Regions from separate parts of the Mus musculus genome. Here regions 1 and 2 are each linked to region 3. A link is a contact called in public Hi-C and HiChIP or PLAC-seq data. All regions are on one chromosome and are shown on one strand. Each heading gives the region's core, a stretch centred on a gene start, on an enhancer-like site or on the middle of the called end of the contact. The rest is flanking DNA. Distances are from core to core; before and after follow the strand shown. Region 1 overlaps Jazf1 (JAZF zinc finger 1). Region 2 overlaps Hibadh (3-hydroxyisobutyrate dehydrogenase). Region 3 holds the start of Tax1bp1 (Tax1 (human T cell leukemia virus type I) binding protein 1).

Region 1 (3,973 bases), core at 562-3,061, 66 kb after region 3:
GGATTTCGTTCTGGGATAAGATTATAGTTAGGACTGCCCATGGCTGCAAAGCGACCAGGAAGGCTCCAGGGGTCCAAGCACAAATAGACAACAATGACAGAGCCCTCTTAATACACATACAAGCTAGACTGGACACGGTGATGGGGAAAACTCTGTCCCTTGGTTTCCTGCTCTCCTAGTCTAGAAAACACAAACTGCTTCAAGCAGATTTTTAGGAGGGGCCAGACGTTGGATCTTTAGCTTACAGAGGCTACTGTGGAACTGCAGGCAGGCTACCCCAAGCCAGGAAGCAGGGAATGTCCAGAGCTCTGAGGTGCAGGTCTGGCTTCCTGGAGAGAAAACACTCGTTTCCCACCCACCTATCTCATCTGCCTTCCAGCCACACACTTCCCAACAGGCCTGACTCGTGGAATGACTACTCAGAGTGGAAGATGAATCCTTTATATTCCTAAAGATGAAAGGGGCTCTGCCCAGAGTTGAATTAAGAATCGGCTTTCCTGGTTCAGGACAGCTGGGGTGGAGAACCTCGTCAACAGTGGTCCTATTTTACTCTCTTTAATGAGGGAGGCCCAAAGCCATTTATTTTGCACTTTTGCACAATACAACCCTGAAGGACATAATTCTACAGATCATAAACAGTGTAAAATAATATGTTGACAAGTCCTAATGCATTTACAAGCCCCGTGGAATAAATAGGAATTATAGCACAACATTAATAAGAATTATATGGTAGCAATTACAGTTGTGAAATTCATCCCCCAGGTGTGAGGCTAAATTGCGCCAGGGGCCTGCCTAGGTGCTTCATTGGCTCGCTCTGCAACATCAATTATTTCAACACCAAATATTGGCACTTTTATTGGGTTTCATTTTAATAGGCATTAATAAGACTGTTTGAAGAGCAGTTGAGCCAGCAGCCAAGGACGCCATCATCTGAGGCTGAGCGTTGCAAAGGTCCAGGAAGGAGTGACTGTGTTTACTGAGTGCCCATGATGTTTCAGGTAAACCCTATGCCTCCTCTCACTCAGTCCTGGAGTGATGCTGAGGTAGAGAAGCAGCTGACCCCTGTGCAGGGTAAGATGTGTCTGCTCTATTAGCCATGGAGGGATGCCCGTTCCTTCGGCTGCATCCCGATAACCCTACAGCTTATGGGCTCCTCCTCAGGGTCCCTCTTCCTCCACATTTGCTGGGTCTTTACCACTTACTCTTTACCATTTAGCAGGCTTTTCTGTGTCTGCTAAGAACTTTTGGTGAGGGTGTGGGGTGGTAGAGGGTAAGGTGCAGAGAAAACATTTGCTTAAAATGAGGCTTTAGGATTAAAAGTGGGTTTTAGTCAACCCTGCTGTATATAACACCCGCCATCATCTAAAATAAAAGTAGAGCACGCTTGGTAATGCTTGCACCAGAGACTCCGCATCACTTGGCCACACAGCTTTCCCAGTCAGTCCCGAGCAAACCTCTAAAACCATTTGTAAGCAGGGTATTGCATAAGACATTTTGCTCTTAAACAGAGGCCACATGCTGGAGTTCTTTAAAATGCCAGTTTGAAAGCAGTAAATGTGATTTGGAAAGGTCCTTCAGCAGGATTTCAGAAAGTAAGAACAACTAATTTTCCCATCTAATTGGGCTAATTTGTTCACCTGAACATCAAGAACCACTCAGCATTTACAGCTTGGGGGAGGAGGTGGGAAACCCCTTAATGAAGCCCAGTAGAAGATAAAACTTTAAAACTAAACTGGATCAAAAGGGACCAGACCCTGAGGGGGTAGGAGCAGTGTTGCTGGAAACCACATGGGCCATAGGCAAAGCAGGCCGGCAGGGATGCCATACCGTGGGGTACAGGGCACGGTCTGAGTCAAAGGCAGTGCTAACATGAGTGGGGCACTGTGTCACAGGGCCCCAAGGGGACTGCATGAGACTTACTGCCTCCCTTGGCTGGGAGGTGATGTACAAGACAGACCTGTGTTTAGTTCTCTCCTAGAACAAAGCGCTGTCGAGCTGGCTCACATGTTGGCTTTTGTTAGCTGAGGGGTAGGGCACATGCTTTTTATTGTTCATGAAAGTGGTACAAATCTCTTTTTGCAAATATAATTTAAAGGTTAGAAGTATACTCAACAGCACCCCTGCATAGGAGGGCTGACATGTAGTAAGTACTCAAGTAAATGGATGGCAGTGTAAGAAACTCACTCATAATGTTACATATACATATTACATACACATATTGCACATACTTATTACATGCAACACTTTTAGAAAAGCCAGTTCAGAAGCTCAGTATGGTAGTTGTATGCCTTTAATCCTAGCATTCAGGAGACAGAGGCTGGCAGATCTCTGTGAGTTCAAGGCCAGCCTGGTCTACATAATGAATTCCAGGACAGTCAGAGCTACATAGTAAGAACCTGTCTCAAGACAAACAAATAAAAACAAACCACAACAAAGCCAGTTCAGGAACTAAGAAAGGGGGGAGGGAAAAGGGTGTGGGGACAGTGTGCTCAAACTCTGTTAGGCAGTGGGAATTGGGTCTGTTTGTTAGGCAGTGGGAATTGGGTCTGTTTGTTAGGCAGTGGGAATTGGGTCTGTTTGTTAGGCAGTGGGAATTGGGTCTGTTTGTTAGGCAGTGGGAATTGGGTCTGTTTGTTAGGCAGTGGGAATTGGATCTGTTTGTTAGGCAGTGGGAATTGGGTCTGTTAGGCAGTGGGAATTGGGTCTGTTTGTTAGGCAGTGAGAATTGGGTCTATTTGTTAGGCAGTGGGAACTGGGTCTGAAGAGTTGGACCTTGGTTGCGCATGCAGCATTTCCAGTTTGAGAGGTAAGCGGGGCTAGTAGAAAAAAGTGTCACACTCTGAGGGACAGCCTAGAAACTCAGGCACACTCTGTAGGAAAGCCTAGAAACTGTCACACTCTGAGGGACAGCACAGGAACTCTGTCACATTCTGTGGGACAGCCCAGAAACTCCCACAGGTGGTCTGAAAAAGTTTTTAAAGAAATTGGTTTTGTGACTCACATGAGAAAAATATTAAGGTGTTCCCCTAACACCTGTTACACACACACCTGTTCACAGCTGCCATTTGGGCAGACCCCATGTCACTGTCCACAAGCCCTGCTGTTTCTGTCACTTGTTCCCATGGGCCACAAGGGTCATCTCTACCCTTGTCCTTCCTCCTCCACTCTCTTCTCTCACTTCCCTGCACAGTCATTTATTGCTATAGAACGCCCTAGTCCTCCTTTGTAGTTCTAAATGCACTTGTGGCATCTGGATAAATAAGCTAGCCTTTCCAGAACACCCATATGCCATGTTTTAATTGCTTGGGTCATTAATATTCAAGCAGCAGTGGTAACAGCACACTCAGACCTTTCAGGTTCTGGCAGACATATCAGCCGGACGACTTTCTGCCCACCATGGGTCTACCATCAATTATCAAATCAGCGAATGCTTCACCAGTGCTGAGACAACAGTCCACAAATAAGCAAGCATCCAGAAACAGAATCTTTTGCTAGGTAGCCAGGATGGCTTTGAACTCATGCCTTCACTCCCTGAGTGCTGCTATTTTAGGCTTGCTCTACCACATTCAGGCAAGCTCTGATTTTTGTGTTTGCTCATTGGGTGGAAACATTTAAAGACTTATTTTTATTTTTGTGTATTTGTGTGTCTGTATGTGAGTGGGAGCAAGAGAGTATGATGCCCTCACAGGCCATAAGGGGTGTGAGACCCCCTGGCACTGGGGTTACAGGCAGTTCTGAGCCATCTGCTGTGTGCTTGGACCTGAACCTGGGTCCTCTGCAAGGGCAGGATGTAGCCATATCCCAGCCCTGGCTGTTAAGCTTTTGTGACAGAGTGTCAGTATGTAGCCCAGGCTAGCCTAGATCTCATTATGCAGAGCAGGCTGGCTTTGAACTCTCCACACTAGGATTAGAGGCACACGTTTGCCAAACCCAGAACACCTCTTTCTTTAAAAGAAAATTTAAGTTCTACTTG
Region 2 (4,292 bases), core at 466-2,965, 91 kb before region 3:
AACACTTTCCTGATCCTATCCCACTTCCCTATCACGCCTCCAGATCCACTTCCACCTCCCTACTTCCTGACCTAATAAGACACTTTTTAAAAACAAAATATTAAACAGGTGAAAAAGGAAATAAAGGATTGAATCTAGAAGTTTGACAAGATTTAGGGGGTTTTGTGGCAAATTAAAATGTATACATTGGTAAAGATGGAAGCAGGATCATGGATATTTTACATGAACCTTTATCATCCTTATCATAAAAGATTTCTCTTTGTACTACGAGTGCAGAACATACACCTGAAACAGTTCCCTTTTATCTACAAGGCAGTGCTTACCCTAGTGGCTAGAAAACTCTGACCTACATTAGAATTTGCCTACCTGGTCTTGGTGTCCAAGGCCTACAATCTTAAATAAATACTCAGAGAAGGTAAGGTAGAAAGATTATAAGTTCAATATCTGCCTGGGTTACAAGGTGGGTCCAAGGCCAACCTAAGCAATACCGTAAGAGTCTGTCTCAAAAGTAAATAAAAAAGAAACATATGAATCAAGAATGACAGCTAACAATTGTATGCAAATTTCCCGAAGTTCTCATTTATTATTAGTGTGTGCGAATGATGTGTTCTGATTGTACACATGGAAGACAGTGGAGGACTCTGTGGAGTCAATTTACACAGCAAGGGTTCTACCCAGAGCCATCTCACCAGCTATATATTTCCTCAAGTTCTTCCCACAGGTCTACTCGCTCAGGGGATATACAATCAAGACTGGAAAATTAGAACTCCATATATAGAAATATTAAAACAGAAAATGGGGAAATTGCTGTTTAAAAAATAAATCACTAAAAAGGAAAATAAAATATTTCTATTGAAAACAGCAGTGCATAGAATTCTTTCAAGAAGATTTCAGACAGAACCAACAGAGTATTTGAGTGGACTCCACAGAAGAGACATGCCAAGTGCTACTAGAACTCACCTCAGTACAAAGGTTTTACTTTATGTAAAAGAAAAAATATGAATAAAACTACCAGTCTTCTATGGTATTATCACCTTTAACAATCTTAAAAACAATGCACTGGGTGTAGAAAAAGAATCCAGACATGGTGGGGGAGGCAGAAGGGGACCATCACTGAGAGGGCAATTAGAGTTTAATATGAAACCAAACTCTTCCTAAGCCCTCCCTGGACAAAGCTGGTCTGGTAACTGGCCACCATGCTCCAAAGTAAAGGATATTAGTAAATGTTGTGTCACTGCACACGTCTGAGTAGCTTTCCTGGAGAAATAAAGCAGGGCACAACTGGAGCAGGCTGGGTAGCGAGTCAGCCAGGCCGCCTCAAGACCACCCACACTGTGGGGCCGCTGACTCTACCAACCCCTGAAGCCTAAACATTTATCCTATCAGTTTTCTGTCTAATATCCACATGTCTTTTCCTTACAAGTGTGTTAGTTTCCCAAACCTCAAATCTCATTGTATTACGCTTTTCTCAAAGCAAATCTTCCTTTCTTTTAGCAAGCATTATTAGAAATCAGTGTGGTGACTCAAGTGTCTGCATGGCACATGACTTTGTACTAGTTCTCTGTTAAACTCGACAGCAAAGTAAGTTAGGAATACAAAACAGAAAGCCGGAAACTGGAATGCAACCACTGTCACTCTGACATAACCACACCACAAGGGTTTGGCAGGAAGCAGCAATTCACCAGCAGGCTTACAGTGTCAGGGAAGCCAGACACTGGTAGGAAACACTGACGGGAATTACACGTCACCCAAAGGGCTACTGCTAACACTAGATTCCAGCTTCCTCGTGTCCTCCCTGCAGATGGACCAGCCCAGAGGACAGTCCATAACGTTTTACTATATAATAAAGTCTTAAGTTAGTGTGCTTTTCAGTGTTTGCTTTTATTTTTCACAGAGTCCCTTTTCTGGAGTTCTATACACCAGAAGAAAATCATGTTTTAAAGAGTAGGTACAATTTAGAATGCAAGCTTTAAAAGGCTCCTAACCATTCTGCCAGTGAGAAAGTGTAATGCAAGTTAAGCAAGGCTGGAGGAGGGAGTCCCGCAAGTCACATACTTGACTCTAGTGCAAAAATTAACTCTTCACAGTAAGCAGGAAACCACTGTTCACTTTATGAAATTAGAAAATGCACAGGAAAATTTAACCAATAGAGTTTAAATGCCCTAGCAGCTTTAACAACGTAAAACCCAGAGCTACAGCAAGAAAAACTGTACCCTTGAGAAATACATACTTTAGAATCCCGTTTGCTCCAGAATAAACTTCTACCGCATTCATACTGGAGGGCAGCATTGTGATAATCCTGTCAGCCTTTTCGGCTACTTCTGCTGGGGAGGATGCTACCTTTAAAGAAATCACAAAGGAGAATTGTTTAATTCAAATGTAAGCAGTGCCCAGGTCTCAAACATGACAGGATCTGTAACTCTTTACTGGGAAAAGTTCAAGATCATGACCAGTAACAAAGCTCAGTGAAATAAAGAACAAATGGAGGCTGCTAGAGTCTTCATCCTCTTCTGAACTATCTGGAGAACATGGGGTTCACAGAAAGCCCCCATAAATGTCTACTTCCCTGAAGTAAATACAAAGCAAAACAAAGGCAAGTTGTCTTCCTAGTGAAGCTCTATCTCTAGATCACTCCAAGATATAAGCCTGGAAGTCTATGTCAGAGAACTTCAGGTGCCCCCTTAAGTTCTCTTCCATGGAAAGAAATTTAGTTCTATCCAGATAACTCCTTCAAAAGTCCCTTACAGGGTACCAAAAATTAGCTCACAGATCTTAGGACACCACATATCCCCAAGCTTCTCGTGCCCATGAGCCAGCAACACCAAACCATCCAACGGCCAAGCACATAGGTGGTCTATCAGCGCCCTGCAGCCCAAGCATCTGCTTCTCGGGATGCTTGGTTTGCCAGGATGCTGGTAACCCCTCAAATATATCAAGTCGTGTCAAAACTCACAGGTCTGGAAAAAACACACACTGACAGTAGTAGCCGCAATGTCACCACTCTACTGGACACGACTGCTCTATATCTAATGACCGCATACATTTGGTATGTATTAACAATGTCTGATTTATATAACAAAGGCATTCAAATACTCTTACCACTGCTATGATGACTTTAAAAGTACAATAACTGACAAAATTTGGAAACAACTCAAAAATAGAGGGGAAGAAACCAACCTCATTTCCAATCTGACACTAGCCACAAAAGCCTTTAGCAGCCAACTAATTAGAATCCCTCAATTACATCTGCTAATTGAGTGGGTAAGCAAAGACAGAATGATGGAACAAAGCAACACGTATTTAGGGAAGTGAGAGATGCAGGTTTAGTTGCACCTCAGCCAAGTAGTATGCAATCTACTTAAATGTGCAAATCATTTAACCGCTCTGGCTTCAGCTTCCCAAATATAAGACATTGCATTAATTCCTGTAATCCTAAAACTCAAGAAGACTTGTGTTAACAAGAGGGTTGCAGATCTGATGTCGCTCAGGGATTCAGAGGAAGGCTCCTAACAAATGAAGACTGAGGCTCTGCTTTTTAAAGAAATGACACATTTGTCCTCATTCTTAACCTGACTGAATCCTACCTACTCTCCTGCCCTCACCTCCAGAGAACCCTATGCGCCCTCTTACAAGACAACAACAAAATACCTAACTTAGCTTCTACCTCCAACATACAATTTATTAATATCCAGTAACCTTCAATTCCAGGAAAGCTGGTCACTGTAAAATGAGTCTGACATCATCATCTCTTTCTATCCACTTACACATCACAAGGAAGTGGAAAGGAGAAAACCTGGTCACTGAATCTGTCCTGGGACCTTCTAAGTCTCAGAAACCTGTCCTCATAACTTTCGTTTCAGATGACATCACTAGCGTTGGATGGTAAGCAAAGATTATACACAACGTTAGCCTCTGTAGTTCTCTATCAGAAATGAAGTGTTAAGTGTTGGTACCTGTCTCCCTCTCCTCAAAAACACTCTTGGCATTTTATTATAGTCAAATTATAATTCTGATAGAAAGCCACGAGACAGATACTCAAGTTTTATCTGTTGGCCAAAAGCAAAAACCTCCTAAGAAATGGAGACTGAGGCTCTTAAACGATTCCTCTGGCTGGAGAGATGGCTCAGGGGTTAAGAGCACTGACTGCTGCTCTTCCAGAGGTCCTGAGTTCAATTCCCAGCAACCACATGGTGGCTCACAACCATCTGTAATGGGATCCGATGCCCTCTGCTGGTGTGTCTGAAGACAGCAAAAGTGACAGTGTACTTATATATATAAAATAAATAAATTTT
Region 3 (3,980 bases), core at 786-3,285:
GGATTAGAGGCATGCACCACCATACCCTGTTTATTCTGGGCAATTCTAGACAATCACTATACCAACTGAGCTATACTCCCAGCCAGCCCCAGATCCCATTCTTTTAAATGGTAATCAAAGGCCTGCAATTTTGAATCCTGGTTTTACAAACTGCTAATTATGTGGAAGAAGTCCATTTTCAAGATTTAAGCCTGCTAATATCTGACCACTGATACTAGGTTGCAGGCTCTAATGCTATGGATTACTTAGATGTTTTCCTAAGACAGCCCAAGCCCCGCCCGCTTCTCTTCGTACAGCTTCGTTGTAAATTCCTGATTACAGTGTTCCTAATAAAGCCCAAGTCTAAAAGATAACAGAATGAGAGCGTAGGGACTCCGCAGGAAGACCCACAGCGTCAACTAACCTGGACCACTGGGACTTCCAGAGACTGAACCACCAACTGAAGAGTGAGCGTGGGACCAGACCTAGGCCCCCTGCATGTGTTTGTCAGACCTGCAGCTTGCTTGGTCTTCATACTGTCCCCCAACAACTGGAGTAGGGGCTGTCTCCAAATTTGTTGCCTGTCTGTGAATCCAGTTCCCCTAACTGGGCTGCCTTGTCTGGCCTCAGTGAGAGAGTAAGCGTCCAGTCCTATAGTGACTGATGTGTGTGTGTGTGGGGGGGTAAGGGGTGGTGGGATACCCAGGGGGGTTCCCCTTTCTCAGAGAAGAAGGAGAGGGGATGAGGGGTGGAGCTGCAGAGGGGACTGGGAGGAGATGTAATATTGGAATGTAAAGTGAATAAATCAATTAGTTAAAAAAGTAACAGGATGTCTTCACCCTGGAGCAGTAGAATGCCTTAACTCACAGCCAGCCATGAGAGCAATCATGGGGTCTTGAGTAATCTCAGTAAGGAGGTTCTGTATGAAGTTAAAAACTAAAACCCTGCCCTGCATTTTGGTAGCTGTGTCTCCTGACCAACAGAATGCCCCTTTGTGGTTAAATGCCCTGAGATGTCTGTCTGTTCATCTCTCTCTCACTCTCTCTTTCTCTCTCTCCAGGGCATTTTCCCCTATAGTTGCACTAAAATGAAGTGTCTGAAACGCAAAAGATCTCAATTTCATTATATTATTATAGACATTGTGGTTTTGTGACCTGCTTTCCCTTGTGGTTGTTTTCTAGAGCAGCACAGGAAGAAATACCTCAAAAGGAAGACTTGGTTGATCGTGATATGGAAGTGAAAATAATTTAAATTTCTAAAATTACTTTTGCCTTATATAGCTTACCTTTCTCTGTTAAATGTGCAGTTTGAATTGGAACTTCATGGAAGCAAGTGTATTTTATTCAAATCCATCATATCTTGTGTTGGAATATTACTTATCTCATGAATACACTACCGTCTTAATCATAAATATTTCTTTAAAACCCACAATGCCGAACTTAACTTTTGCTTCAACAGCCTATGTCTCTCAACAGTAATTTTTCCTTTTGGAGGACCAGAATGAAGAGATCCCTATTTAAACAAACAAACAAGCAAACACACAGACACCCAACTTAAAAAATTTCAATATATAAGAAACAAATGAATCAGCAAATATTAAGAACCTGTCTTATGGAGGCCAATGTGGACTTGAATTGTGTGGAAAATGAAAGAACTTGAAATTAGAGTTTTGTATATTATTGTTCTGTTTAATGTTATGCTTTCTTCGCTGGTGATACGGTAAATGTCATTAGTTTCATAGCAACACGGGAATATGATGGTTCAATTCGTGATAGCTATGACAGTTCTTGGGGCTTCTGTATATATTGAAACATGTATTAGCTTAGACTGATATTTAAGACCCAGGTCACCTGGCCTCTGAGCGATCCTTCCCATTTCGCTGGTAAGTCAGTTAATTTGTTTCAAACGGACTGTGTTTTGAGGTGACTACATCACTGACCAAAAGCCACAGAGGAAAAAGCTGTCAGGGAAACCACTAAAGGACTCTTTACAGCTAGCGAGTGGGGCGTGTCGCCGCAGAGCATGCGCAGCAGCAGAGGCGGAAGCGAGCCTCCCTGGGGCGGAAGTGACGCACCGCCGGCTCTCCGCTTAGAGAAGGTGTAGCCGGTCTACGCTGAGAGGCAGTGGTGGTGGCCGCGGAGGTTCGGGGCGCGGCGTAGCGTGCGGGGCGGAGGCCCTGACCGGTAAGGTTTGCGGACGGGCCGCGTGCTTTCGAGGTAACCGGCGCTCGCGCTCCGTCTCGGCCCTGGAACCCGGGCCTGGCGAGTTTTGGGAACGGTCTCCGTGGTGACGAAGCTCTCTTTCCCAAGGACGAGCTTCCCCCGGGCCGCGATTGTGACGTGTTTTGGGCTTGGGGTGACCGTAGAGTGGGAAGCGTGGCGGGAGCGGGCGTGCTAGGCCGCGGCTGGCCCCGGCTGGCCCCGGCGTCTAACAAGCCAGGGACGGGTGGCGGGCGCGCTAGGCCGCGGCGAGCCGGGGAGGACCCGTTGGGTTGTTTTGGTTTGAGTCTCCGCTGGAGGAAGAGGCGGGGACTCCCTGTGTCGCCTGGTTTGGCTGTTTACCTGGCTTGGCTTGATCTCCGGCTTCTCCTGGGCTGAGAGATTAGTTGAGTCTTGCTGTTTGGAAAGCAGCCCTCCCCCTCTGGTGCCCAAGAGAAGGCTTTAAGAAATCTTGGGGAGGATCGCTTCGCTCTGTGGTCGTCTGGACTTGATTTCACGACTCCGCCTCCCTCGCTCCACCCACTGCTGACTCTCCCCGGTGTTTTGGACCCGGCGGAAGGTGCAAGACGTGTTCTGGCTAGCGCTCATCGCCCGAAAACTGTACTGTTAGAACGTAGCTGGGGTGTTCGCTTGTATTTCCCTGTTGAGAAATATGAAGTACAATTTGTTCCTGAAAGTTTTGTTGGAAAACGTTGTGGCGTTTGACTATGATAGATTTCCGGCTTTATCGTTATGTTGGTATGTTAGACATTTTAATGCTAAGTATCTGCCAAGTATGCTGCTTTTTGCCAAGTGGTAAAAATTCATGATTAGGACACGAACAAATATAATTAAAATTTTAGTGTTCAATCCCAAAACATTCGAAAATGGTTATTTGAATAACATTCCTTAAAAGTGGGTTGATTAAGTGGGTTTGTGATCTCCAGGTTACCCTCTAGGTGTGGAGAAGAAGCTGAGGCCAAGGACTCGCCTCCATTCTATTCTTCTCAGGGGTAAATTGGATTTCTGTATGTCCCTTTCGAATGTTAGGCAAACGCCCTGAACTTATCTTAGATTTCTGCAAGAATATATTTGACTATGCTAGGAATGACTGGTTAACCTCCTCCCCCTCGTCTTTGTTATTTGTTAAATTTCAAATACAGTTGTATTGTATTATTTGTTTTCAAGTTATTACATTAGCTGCATACCATTTGCTCTTAGAATCACAGTCGTGTATGTGAAATGTATGTGAAATGTAACCATTGAGTACCTTTTCTAGGACAAAAATAACATCTTGGAATTATAAATTGTAACCTTTAAAGGATGCTGTTTTTAAAAAAATTTAGACTTATGCGTATGAGTGTTTTGCTTGCATTTTATGCCTGGTTATATCTGACTTAAGTCAGAAGAGGATGTCAGATCTCCTGGAACTAGAGTGATAGATGGTGTGAACCACCATGTAGGTGCTGTGAACCCAACTTAGGTCCTCTGTAAGAGCAGTAAGTGCTCTTAATTACTGAGTCAGCGCTCCATCCCCTAGGATGCTAAGTTGGTTTTTAAAAAAAGATTTATTTATTTTATTTTAATACACACACACTGTAGCTGTACAGATGGTTGTGAGCCTTCATGGGGTTGTTGGGTATTGAATTTAGGACCTCTGCTCGCTCCGGCCCAAACATTTATTTATTATTATAAATAAGTACACTGTAGCTGTCTTCAGACACACCAGAAGAGAGCATCGGATCTCATTATGGGTGATTGGCTGCTGGGATTTGAACTCAGGACCTTCGGAAGAGCAGTCAA

What was found. A called contact is a pair of places that touch in the nucleus more often than the background predicts. HiChIP or PLAC-seq counts read pairs in DNA pulled down with a chosen protein or histone mark.
Region 1: a contact with region 3 is called in an H3K4me3 HiChIP or PLAC-seq map of the SCID.adh cell line, with 12 read pairs. The contact joins the enhancer-like site here to the promoter of Tax1bp1 in region 3. A contact is called at or near these places in 1 of 484 Hi-C or Micro-C datasets (the THB-7 cell line), 5 of 115 datasets of contacts at active chromatin or transcription factors (the SCID.adh cell line and embryonic stem cells) and 2 of 9 other capture datasets (adipose tissue and pancreatic islet).
Region 2: a contact with region 3 is called in a Hi-C map of neutrophils, with 2.6 times the contacts expected there. The contact joins the enhancer-like site here to the promoter of Tax1bp1 in region 3. A contact is called at or near these places in 24 of 39 promoter capture datasets (the 3T3-L1 cell line, 3T3-L1-derived adipocytes, the C10 cell line and 17 more), 2 of 15 datasets of contacts at CTCF or cohesin (CD8 T cells and the NIH/3T3 cell line), 45 of 484 Hi-C or Micro-C datasets (the 3T3-L1 cell line, 3T3-L1-derived adipocytes, the AML12 cell line and 37 more), 16 of 115 datasets of contacts at active chromatin or transcription factors (the 230-238 cell line, DN3 thymocytes, the HPC-7 cell line and 10 more) and 5 of 9 other capture datasets (adipose tissue, embryonic stem cells, liver and 2 more).

The regions. Positions count from the first base shown.
Region 1 is chr6:52,777,905-52,781,877 of GRCm38.p6, forward strand. All of the region lies in intron 3 of Jazf1 (JAZF zinc finger 1), which reads right to left. Among named protein-coding and RNA genes, the nearest start is that of Gm52904, 19 kb to the right of the region's middle. Within about 2 kb of position 1,812, at least 7 of the 459 cell types and tissues checked have an H3K27ac peak or open chromatin away from gene starts, as enhancers often do. A contact at or near this core is called in the SCID.adh cell line, where this site is marked.
Region 2 is chr6:52,620,621-52,624,912 of GRCm38.p6, forward strand. Hibadh (3-hydroxyisobutyrate dehydrogenase) reads right to left here. Exons shown (of 8, transcript NM_145567.1): 3 at 2,231-2,340. Among named protein-coding and RNA genes, the nearest start is that of Hibadh, 18 kb to the right of the region's middle. Within about 2 kb of position 1,716, at least 55 of the 459 cell types and tissues checked have an H3K27ac peak or open chromatin away from gene starts, as enhancers often do. A contact at or near this core is called in bone marrow-derived macrophages, granulosa cells, hematopoietic stem and progenitor cells and 3 more, where this site is marked.
Region 3 is chr6:52,711,694-52,715,673 of GRCm38.p6, forward strand. It overlaps Tax1bp1 (Tax1 (human T cell leukemia virus type I) binding protein 1), which reads left to right and starts at 2,036. Exons shown (of 18, transcript NM_025816.3): 1 at 2,036-2,162.